Regions from separate parts of the Mus musculus genome. Here all the other regions are linked to region 2. The links are chromatin contacts, called in public capture Hi-C and promoter capture Hi-C maps. All regions are on one chromosome and are shown on one strand. The core of a region is the stretch at or near the end of the contact, and the rest is flanking DNA. Distances in the headings are between cores, read along the strand shown.

Region 1 (3,665 bases), core at 354-2,853, 670 kb after region 2:
GGAACATTGCCATTCTAGAATCACATTATCACACCCAACTTTATACGGGACCTGGGGATTTAAGCTGAGGTCCTCATGTTTGCGCAGCTAGCTTATACTTTACCTCCTGAACCATCTCCCCTTAAATTCCATTATTTGTTCACGGTTTACTTTGTGCCTTCCCTCCTTAGAATGTGAACTTTGGCATGGCCAGGACTGGGCGCTTAGATCACTGCTGACTGGTTTGCCATGGGGGTTTTGAAAGGAGACCCTGGCCACTGCAGACATCCTGTGAGAAGAAGGGGTATGAGTCACCCTGAATGGTGTGATTAGGAGCACAGGATGATGGCAGGGAGGAGGGGACCTGGGGTCTCAGGGAAGACCACATACCCAGCAATAAGGGCCTCACACTTATGCTACAAACAGGGATAGGCCATCCATACTGTTTTTTGGTTTTTTGGCTCCTGCTAATGTTCTTACCATGTCACAATGTTTCTTTCTGAGCTATTGTGTATGTACAAGAGTTTGAAGGAAGGTATAGATGATCATGAACCACATGGCTGGAGAAACAACCCAGGCTCAGAGTGTGAAGCCAACACAGGAGGACTCAGGAACCCAACCCGAGACACAATCACAAAGGGTCTGGCTGAGCCGAGGCCCCTTCGTTATGTATAGGGAGAAAAGTTGTCTGAGAAAGTTATTGGTTGTGACCTCAGGAGCCTGATTTCAGGGTCTGAGGGAGGAGGGCTGGAGTTCAGAGCCTCTTATGAGTCTGAGAGAGGCAGGCTTCTGGATATGAAAAAGGGGGCTGGGGGCAAACTCCTGGGTCTGAGAGAGGAGGGTTGTGGGCTGGACTCCTGGGTCTGAGAGAGGAGGGTTGTGGGCTGGACTCCTGGGTCTGAGAGAGGAGGAATGGATTGTGGACTCTGAGGGAGGAGGGCTGAGGTCTGGACTCTCAGGTCTGAGGGAGGAGGGCTGGGGCTGGACTTCTGAGTCTGAGGGAGGAGGTCTGAACCTTTCTTCTCTTTGAAGAGAGAACAAGGAGGAGTCCCACCCACTGTCCACCCTACTCTCCGGTCCTTCTGCTGCTACTTCTGGTTGTGTGCAGTACAGGTAACCCTGAAACCTGACTCTCCACCCTCATTCCAGAGCAGAGGTTTTTCCTCCTTTCTTGGCAGCAGAGGAAAACCCCTCCCTCCCTCCCTCTCTCTTAACTGTAGCTTTGGCTCCCAAAGTCAAGCGAGGCTCCCACCTGTGGCTATCCTGACTCAGCCTCACAGGGTGGACGAAACTCACCTGAGGACTCTCTCCCTGAAGAAGTCTTTCCAGCCCCATGCCTGCTCATTCAGCCATGCTGGGCCTCCAGCGAAGCTGATAATTCCCCACCCTGTGTCCGCCCTGGCTCGCTGTAGTTCAGGAGGTGGAATTTTCCTCTTTTGCATTGAGAGTCCTTCTGAAGTATCAAATGTAGGGCCTTGATGTACTGACCCTTGTCACCTTTCTTATCTCTACCCTCCCGACTCCGAACTCATACCCCTCCAACGAGGAAATCCTTCCAGGGGAGAAAAATCAAGCTCACAGTTAAGGGGGACTGTGGCTGGTTATCAGGGAGGGTGGGTGTGGGAAGCCGCCCCCACATTCGCCGTCACAAGATGGCGCTGACATCCTGTGTTCTAAGTTGGTAAACAAATAATCTGCGCATGAGCCAAGGGTATTTACGACTACTTGTACTCTGTTTTTCCCGTGAACGTCAGCTCGGCCATGGGCTGCAGCCAATCAGGGAGTGATGCGTCCGAGGCAATTGTTGTTCTCTTTAAAGAGGAAAGGGGTTTCGTTTTCTCTCTCTCTTGCTTCGCTCTCTCTTGCTTCTTACGCTCTGGCCCCATAAGATGTAAGCAATAAAGCTTTGCCGTAGAAGATTCTGGTTGTTGTGTTCTTCCTGGCCGGTCGTGAGAACGCGTCGAATAACAATTGGTGCCGAATTCCGGGACGAGAAAATCCGGGACGAGAAAAAACTCCGGACTGGCGCAGGAGGGATACTTCATTCCAGAACCAGAACTGCGAATCAAGGTTATAAGGTTCCCGTAACACAGACTGTTGAGAAGGATTCAACTGCCGAATTCAGAACTCATCAGCTGGGGAACGACGGTGATAAAGGTTCCCGTAAAGCAGACTGTTAAGAAGGATTCAACTGTATGAATTCAGAACTTTTCAGCTGGGGAACGAGGTAAGTCTGATCTTGAACTTTCTAAGGAAATTCAAGACAGTCTATCAGAAGTAAAGTGGAAAATGGCTTTACAAGTTAGGTTTGGCCTTGAATTTTTTCTGGTGTTAGGAGCCCTTTTGTTCCTTTTCACATGTTATATAGTGCTTAAGATAGGGCTGAAAATTCTAGAGGAAATTCAGGACAGTCTATCAGAAGTAAAGCGGGGAGAGAGAGTAGGAGCAAGGAGAAACGGTAAGTATACAGGCCTTTCCAAGGGTCTTGAACCCGAGGAAAAGTTAAGGTCAGGTAGGAATACCTGGGGAGAGATTAGAAGGAAGAAAAAGAAAAAAGAAAAGAAAAAAGATCAATTAGCGGAGGTCTCTAGGAGATACTCGTCACTAGATGAGCTCAGGAAGCCAGCTCTTAGTAACTCTGAAGCAAGTGAAGAATCCTCCTCTGAGGAAACAGACTGGGAGAAAAAAGCGGCTCATTATGAAAGAAAAGGATACCAGCCGCCAAGTAAAGTGCTAACTAGTCATTTAAGGAAAAAGCCAAAAGCGGCTGGCGAAGGCCAGTTTGCTAATTGGCCTCAGGGCAATCGGCTACCAGGTGCACTCCCGCCCTATGCGGAGTCCCCGCCCTGCGTAGTGCGTCAGCCCGTAGTGCGTCAGCAATGCGCAGAGAGGCAGTGCGCAGACTCATTCATTCCCCGAGAGGAACAAAGAAAAATACAACAGGCATTTCCAGTCTTTGAAGGAGCCGAGGGTGGGCGTGTCCACGCTCCGGTAGAATATGTGCAGATTAAATATGGAATCAATGCTAATTTTGCCTTGGTGCAGTTGGACAGGCTTGCCGGCGTGGCACTGACTCCTGCCGACTGGCAAATGATTGCAAAAGCCGCTCTCCCTAGTATGGCCAAATATGTGGAATGGCGAGCTCTGTGGCAGGAGGCGGCACAGGCGCAGGCCCGAGCAAACGCTGCTGCTTTAACTCCAGAGCAGAGAGATTGGACTTTTGACTTGTTAACGGGTCAGAGAGCTTATTCTGCTAAACCTGATAAGAGGTATCAATGGAAGGTCTTACCACAGGGAATGTCCAATAGTCCTACTATGTGTCAACTTTATGTACAAGAAGCTCTTTTGCCAGTGAGGGAACAATTCCCCTCTTTAATTTTGCTCCTTTACATGGATGACATCCTCCTGTGCCATAAAGACCTTACCATGCTACAAAAGGCATATCCTTTTCTACTTAAAACTTTAAGTCAGTGGGGTTTACAGATAGCCACAGAAAAGGTCCAAATTTCTGATACAGGACAATTCTTGGGCTCTGTGGTGTCCCCAGATAAGATTGTGCCCCAAAAGGTAGAGATAAGAAGAGATCACCTCCATACCTTAAATGATTTTCAAAAGCTGTTGGGAGATATTAATTGGCTCAGACCTTTTTTAAAGATTCCTTCCGCTGAGTTAAGGCCTTTGTTTAG
Region 2 (4,038 bases), core at 1,078-3,577:
ACAATACTGAAAGAGAGCACGTGGATCCATACACCAAACTAACACGGGAAAAGGGTTTGAGTATACGGGCTATGGGAATGCCAAGGTTCCAGGAGGCATAGTTTCCTTGAAACTCATTGCCTCGTGAGTGTTTCCAGGCCTCTTGGCCTGTCAAGCAGACTTCACCGGAGTGGGCGTAGGAGGTGCTCTCCTTGTATGTATCTGGGCGCACCACTGGCATTGTCATGGACTCTGGTGACGGGGTCACACACACAGTGGCCATCTATGACAGCTACACCCTTCCTCACGCCATCTTGTGTCTGGACCTGGTTGGCCAGGACCTGACAGAGTACCTCATGAATTCCTGACTGAACGGGGCTACAGCTTTACCACCACTGCTGAGAGGGAAATTGTGACAAGGAGAAGCTGTGCTATGTTGCCCTGGATTTTGAGCAAGAAAAGGCTACTGCTGCATCATCTTCCTCCTTGGAGAAGAGTTACTAGCTGCCCGATGGGCAGGTGATCACCATTGGCAATGAGCGGTTCTGGTGTCCGGAGGCACTCTTCCAGCATTCCTTCCTGGGCATGGAATCCTGTGGCATCTACGAGACCACCTTCAACTCCATCATGAAGTGTGATGTGGATATCTGCAAAGACCTGTATGCCAATACACTGCTGTCTGGTGGTACCACCATGTACCCAGGCATTGCTGACAGGATGTAGAAGGAGATCACAGCCCTAGCACCCAGCACAATGAAGATTAAGATCATTGCTCCCCCTGAGCGCAAGTACTCAGTCTGGACCTGCGGCTCCATCCTACCTCACTGTCCACCTTCCAGCAGATGTGGATCAGCAAGCAGGAGTATGATGAGTCGGGCCCATCGTCCACTGCAAATGCTTCTAGATGGACTGAGCAGGTGCCAGGCATCTGCTGCATGAGCTGGTATTGAAGTATCGATTTGCCCTGGCAAATGTACACACCTCATGCTAGCCTCATGAAACTGGAATAAGCCTTTGAAAAGAAATTTGTCCTTGAAGCGTGTATCTGATATCAGCACTGGATCATAGAACTTGCTGATTTTTGACCTTGTATTCAAGTTAACTGCTCCCTTGGTATATGTTTAACACCCTGTGCATATCTTGATTCAGTCCTTAGTTCATGTGGCTCGGTCACTTGGGGCTGGGGAGAACACGCAGTGGAAGAGAAAGGCCCAGCCTGGTGGATCTCTGTGAGCACCACGGAGTGATCTGTGCAGGGTATTAACCAACAGCAGACTTCCAGGATTTCCCGAGGCTGGCAAGGGCTCCTGAACCAGTTACCACTCCTTCTTGCCAGTCTAACAGGGTGGGAAAGTCCGAGCCTTAGGACCCAGTTTCCGTTCTGGTTTCTTCCCTCCTGACCACCATCGGTTGTTAGTTGCCTTGAGTTGGGAACGTTTGCATCGACACCTGTAAATGTATTCATTCTTTAATTTATGTAAGGTTTTGTTGTACTCAATTCTTTAAGAAATGACAAATTTTGGTTTTCTACTGTTCAGTGAGAACATTAGGCCCCAGCAACACGTCATTGTGTAAAGAAATTAAAGTGCTTCAGTAACTGAAAAAAAAAAAAAATTTCCTACTACCTATGATATCAAGCTTGGCTTTCTACAAGAGTTCAATCTCTGACTCTCATTTAATTCTTCCATTCCTTCACACACATATATATATATATATATATATATATATATATATATATATATATACTTTTTTTTTTTTTTTTTTTTTTTGGTTTTTCGAAACAGGGTTCTCTGTATAGCCCTGGCTGTCCTGGAACTCACTTTGTAGACCAGGCTGGCTTCGAACTCAGAAATCCGCCTGCCTCTGCCTCCTGAGTGCTAGAATTAAAAGTGTGCGCCACCACACCCGGCTCTATATTTCTTTTATATTTGACATAAGATCGCCTTTTTTTTTTCCTTTGTCTCTAAAAACAAATTGTGCAGCCCGTTGCTTAGGCAAAAGGAGTTTTGTCAGAAAAGTTCAGATCTAACAGATCTGTTCAGGATGGCAGGCAGTTCACTGAGCCAAGCTGCCTTCCTCTGTGTCCCTGTCATGAATCCTTGATTCGGTACAATTCAGTAGGCTTCATCCAAGAAATGCAGAGATGGTTCAGTAAGTGAAAATCAGTCCTGGAAGGTAGCTGGAAGGACCCGGCAGAGCGCAACACGAGGGTTGGTTGTCCTTCGGGTGGGCACCGCAGCGGCGGGCGGTGCCCAGCTTCCCTTCCCCCACAGTCTGGTACAGAGTCTGCCTTCCCGCGCGCTCTTCCCGGCCGCTGCCTTTAGAGGGCGCACGTGCAGCAGCCGCTCTCTCCGGCAGGATCGCCGCGATGGCCGCCCAGGGAGAGCCGCAGGTCCAGTTCAAGGTCGTCCTGGTGGGCGACGGCGGCACCGGAAAGACGACATTCATGAAGCGCCACTTGACCGGAGAGTTTGAGAAGGAGTATGTAGCCACCCTGGGCGTGGAGGTGCACACATTAGTCTTCCATACCAACAGAGGACCTATCAAGTTCAATGTGTGGGACACAGCCGGTCAGGAGAAGTTCGGGGGGCTGCGCGATGGCTACTACATCCAAGCCCAGTGTGCCATTATAATGTTTGACGTAACATCAAGAGTTACTTACAAGAATGTGCCTAGCTGGCATAAAGATCTAGTGCGTGTGTGTGAAAACATCCCCATTGTATTGTGTGGCAACAAAGTGGATGTTAAAGACATGAAAGTGAAGGCAAAACCTATTCTCTTCCACCGAAAGAAGAATCTTCAGTACTATGACATTTCTGCCAGAAGTAACTACAACTTTGAAAAGCCTTTCTTCTGGCTTGCCAGAAAGCTCATTGGAGATCCTAACTTGGAGTTCGTTGCCATGCCTGCTCTTGCCCCACCTGAGGTAGTCATGGACCCAGCTTTGGCAGCACAGTACGAGCATGATTTAGAGGTTGCTCAGACGACTGCTCTCCCAGATGAGGAAGATGACCTGTGAGAAAGTGAAGCTGGAGCCCTGCGTCAGAAGTCTATTTTAGGCAACTGTCCTGTGATGCCAGCCAGCGGTGCAGTGTGTGTGCCACCTTATTTAGCTAAAGGAGATCGTGCAATTCATTGGGATGCTGAAGGAGATGAATGGGCTTCGGAGTGAATGTGGCAGTTAAAATACACCTTCATTTTTTTGGACTTGCGTATTTAGCCCCCTGGAACAGAGTTGTTCTGGATTTCAAAGATAAGACTGCTACCGTAGCATCACAATAGTCAGTGGTGAAATCTTGTTTGTAACTGTCATTCCCACTCTTTCATTTAGAATCAGAATAAAGTTGTATTTCATATTTGAAATATCTTCTAAATATCTTCTAAAAAAGAGAAAAATAAAATCAGCAAATGTAATCTATCACATAAACAAATTAAAAGGGGAAAAAAAACATGATCATATCTTTAGATGCACAAAGGGCCTTTGACAAAATCCAACACCTCTTTATCATAAAACTCCTTGAGAGCCTAGGGATACAAAAGACATACCAAACATAGCAAAGGCAATATAAAGCAATCTGATAAGCCGGGAGTGGTGGTGCCTTTAATTAAATGCCTTTAATCCCAGCATTTGAAAGGCAAAGGCAGGCGAATTTCTTTTTTTTTTAAGATTTATTTATTTATTATATGTAAGTACACTGTAGCTGTCCTCAGATACTCCAGAAGAGGGCATCAGATGATTGTGACCACCTTGTGGTTGCTGGGATTTGAACTCGGGACCTTTGGAAGAGCAGTCGCGCTCTTAACCACTGAGCCATCTCGCCAGCCCCCAGAGAATTTCTGAGCTCAAGGCCTGCCTGGTCTACAAAAGTGAGTTCCAGGACAGCCAGGGCTATACAGAGAAACCCTGTCTTGAAAACCCAAAAAAAAAGCAATCTGATAGCAAACATCAAATTAAAGGGAGATAAATTCAAAGCAGTTCTACCAAAATAAGGAGGAAGACAAGCTGTCCACTCTTTACATATCTATTGACTATTATACTTGAAGTTTTACCTAGAGCAA
Region 3 (3,854 bases), core at 247-2,746, 920 kb before region 2:
TTTCTGGCTTTGATATACTGTGGATCTGAAAAACATCATTAATATTTCCAGAACATAAACCCTGAGTTACTTGTGGTAAATATTACAGGTAAATTTGCAGGGGTCCCTGTTACAAAGTGACACAACTAAGTGCTTTAAAACTATAGAAATCGTTAGGGATATGGGTTGACTGGCAGCATGCCAGCTTAGTGTGTACAGAGCCCTGGGTTCCATCCTAGCAACACAGAAAATCAGATGTGGTGGTGCACACCTGTAATACCAGAACCTGGAAGGTGAAACCAGGGGGCATTAGAAGTTCAAAGTCACCCTTGGCTACACAGCGATTTTTCAGCTAGCCTACAATCCTTGAGACACTGTCTCAAAAAACCAACCAACTACAACAACACCAAAACCTCTAAGAATTGTATTGCCTCACACTTTCTGAGGTAGGGGGTCAGTGGCTTCATACTCTCCATCCGGGAAACCCTGGCGTGCCCCTTCGAAGCCCCAGATTTGCTGAAAATCTTGTCTATTCCTTGTAGCTATTTAACTCCAATATCTGCCTCGATTATCATATCATTCATCCATTGTTTTGGTCTCCACAGGGTTACCCTTAGAACAACTAAATTAAATCTACATCAATCTCTTCTTGCCACCTTTTGAGGTATTAGAGGTCAGGACTTTGATATATTTGTTTTGGGGGGGGGGCACCACAACTCAACACTCCAGCCAACAGTAGAGATCCCTTTTATTGCTATGCAAGGATAGTCTTTGCATTTACCTAACAATCAAGAAAAAAGAAAAAAGGCCAGTCTTCAAAGAATTATACCCCCGAAACGGAACATCAAACGATCTTTGCTCTAGGCGGTGAACTGGCTCAAAGGGCTTAGACACAAATACTCAGTGTGTCCACATCTGCCTACTTCTCTGTGGGTTCTCCTGATTTTCGGCCTCACAAATATGAATATAATTATATAAATATATCTCTACCCTCTACATGCTCAAATATCCAACCCTCACGATGCCTACACGTTATTTATTTTCTCTTTGTATCTGCGAGGCCTCACGAGCACCCGCTCCTCCGAGGTCTCCACCTAACAATCTCTTGTGGTCCCTCTACTTACTTCGAAGTCGGAAAAAGCCTGATAAAGTCAGCAGGACTGTCTGTGGATCCAGCCGGAGCAAGCGTTAGAGGATTCAGTCTAATAGTAATTTTTGTCTCCCCCCCCAAAAAAAAATTAAATAGTTAAATTTTAAGTTCCGGAAAGTGTCTTGGCTACCCTGCTAAAAAGTAAGTCTAAACAACCAAGACACAGGATGCAAACTGGTTCTGGTGTGTCAAGGCACGAGGGAGGAAAAAAGGAAGAAAAATGAAGCGCACATACACCCTCCTCAAATAATAAAGAAAATAAGTGCATACAGGAGAAAAAAAAAAGCCGAACATTTGCTGACTCACCGCCCTGGGGCTTCCAGGTTAGTCCTTAATACATGGCAGCTGGAACTGGGCAGAAAGGTCTATGGTGCCATGTGATTGGCCAATGCGTCACTTCCTCTCATTGGTCCAGGGGGCGGGGGGGGGGGGCTTTTGGAGAAAGGAAGGATGTGATTGATGTCAGAGGTTGGGTGTGGCTTTGAGCCCTCAGTTCCTGGTATCTACAGATAGCAGATACTGCAGTGAATCTTGGTGTAGGATTCCGGATGCACTCCGGATACGGCATCTCCGAGGTTTCTGACTGTACGGAATCCCTCCAGCATCTCCCTGAAGAGATGGATGGGAAGCTGAGATGGATCCCTTCACCCTCTTCGCGTGTTGTTATTTTATTTGTTCCATCACTATCTAGCATTTAAGAGGAGTGTATAAATGAGGGTAGGCAGTCTCTTTGTCGCCGCTATAAAGTCCAGGCTGGCCTTGAACTCGGGCTCTTCCTGCCTCAGCCTTCTGAGTGCTAGGACTACAGGCCTGTACAACGCTTGTGGCAAAATTTCAAGTTCTAACTATGATTACCAAGGCTCTTCTTTTTCCTGGCTTAGGCTGCCCACTGTCAAAAATTGGCAATATTTGAAAAAATTAAGTGGGGGAGGGGCCGTCAGTGAGAAAGCTCAGCTGGTTGTACTTGACATCAAGCCTTGAAGACCCGAGTTCAGTCCCTAATACCCACATGGTGGAAGGAGAAGACTTACTCCTGCAAGTTGTCCTCTGATCCACTCACACACAATTTATACATGTATTCATAAACGTAATAAACAATTAAGTGGTAAATCCCAGAAATAAAGAACTCACTAGTATTAATTGACATTTACATGTATAGTTAATGCTGCTCTAATTTACTATAAGTTATTATTAATAATTTGTTGGGCTGGAGAGATGGCTCAGTGGTTAAGAGCACCGACTGCTCTTCGGAAGGTCCCGAGTTCAAATCCCAGCAACCACGTGGTGGCTCACAACCATCTGTAATGAGATCGCATGCCCTCTTCTGGTGTGTCTGGAGACAGTGTACTTAGATATAATAATAAATAAATCTTTAAAAAAAATAATTTGTTATGCCTAATGTATAGATTAAGCTTCTGTAGGTGTGTTTTATGGGAAAACTATACAAGGTTCCATCTTATTTGAGTTTCACCCATCCATTGGGCAGCTTCAAATGGACATGGAAGATCATTGTAAATATATATATAATATTTATATATATTATGGGGAGATGGTCAGGGTTTTTATTTATTTTTTATTAGGTATTTTCTTTCTTTCTTTCTTTCTTTCTTTCTTTCTTTCTTCCTTCCTTCCTTCCTTTCTTTCTTTCTTTCTTTCTTTCTTTCTTTCTTTAGGTTTTTTTGAGACAGGGTTTCTATGTGTAGCCCTGGCTGTCCTGGAACTCACTCTGTAGACCAGGCTGGCCTTGAATTCAGAAATCTGCCTGCCTCTGCCTCCCAAGTGCTGGGATTAAAGGCGTGCGCCACCAGCACCCAGCAGATATTTTCTTTATTTACATTTCAAATGTTATCCTTTCCTAGTTTTCCCTCTGAAAATCCCCTATCCCCTCCCCTGATAGTCAGGTTTTTATGTCAACTTTATATTGATCAAAGCTGCCATACCCATATATATTTATTTCTTTTTAAATTTTTTTTAAAGCATGGCTGGCTGGGTGTGGAACACAAGCGTGGTCCTTGAGCATGTCACCCAACTGCTCCATCATGGAGCTAGAACTCCACCCTGTGCTCTGTCCAGTCTGCTCCAGTGTTGTCATTGTTGTGGCATGCCCCCCCCCCCCCCAAGAAGTCACTGCAAAGCCTGAGAGCCTGAGTCTGACTCTGGGGACTCACTGATTCTCCTAAGCTGTCCTCTGACTGCCACACCTAGACATGCACGCATGCACACGAGTACACAAAACAGAAAAGGTATCATTTTAAATGATCTCTTCTTCAGCATGAGGTTTTTGGTGCTTTGCTTTTGGACCTCTCTTTATTGAGTCATTTTCTAGTTTACAAAGACTTAGGAGTACAAAAACCTGGGAGTATAGGGAGATGTTACATCTTTTCTGTTTTTCTCCTTCGAGTCTACTGAGCAGACCATCATTTTTCCTGTGTGGTGCATGATGAGAGGAGTCGCAGTCACCAAGGGTACTCCGAACCCTTGGCTGATGTCAGGGGACAGCTGCAGGTGGGAACGGGTCCTCAGTGATGGTTACAGATGCCAGTTGATTCTAGAACGCTGAATCCTGGGTTAAGAATCAGATCAGTGTTCTCAACCTTAGTGATGTTGCTGTCCTCTCATGCAGTTCTTCATGTTGTGGTGACCCCCAACCATAACATGATTTTCATTCCTACTTCATAGCTGCAACTTTACTACTGTTATTCATGATCATGTAAGTATCTGGTGG

What was found. Promoter capture Hi-C pulls out the DNA fragments that hold promoters and counts their contacts. Capture Hi-C pulls out chosen DNA fragments and counts their contacts.
Region 1: a contact with region 2 is called in a promoter capture Hi-C map of liver, with 2.6 times the contacts expected there. The contact joins the promoter of Eps8l1 here to the promoter of Rasl2-9 in region 2. A contact is called at or near these places in 3 of 39 promoter capture datasets (hippocampal neurons and liver) and 1 of 9 other capture datasets (adipose tissue).
Region 3: a capture Hi-C map of embryonic stem cells shows a contact between it and region 2, with 4 times the contacts expected there. The contact joins the promoter of Nlrp4c here to the promoter of Rasl2-9 in region 2. A contact is called at or near these places in 1 of 39 promoter capture datasets (embryonic stem cells) and 1 of 9 other capture datasets (embryonic stem cells).

The regions. Positions count from the first base shown.
Region 1 is chr7:4,458,635-4,462,299 of GRCm38.p6, reverse strand. It overlaps Eps8l1 (EPS8-like 1), which reads right to left and starts at 1,603. Exons shown (of 20, transcript NM_001374622.1): 1 at 1,276-1,603. The coding sequence starts at 1,421. It also overlaps a transcript of Rdh13 not described here.
Region 2 is chr7:5,124,239-5,128,276 of GRCm38.p6, reverse strand. It overlaps Rasl2-9 (RAS-like, family 2, locus 9), which reads left to right and starts at 2,327. Exons shown (of 1, transcript NM_009028.2): 1 at 2,327-3,335. The coding sequence starts at 2,348. The coding sequence ends at 2,998. It also overlaps the pseudogene Gm47692.
Region 3 is chr7:6,042,803-6,046,656 of GRCm38.p6, reverse strand. It overlaps Nlrp4c (NLR family, pyrin domain containing 4C), which reads right to left and starts at 1,496. Exons shown (of 10, transcript NM_031389.2): 1 at 1,436-1,496.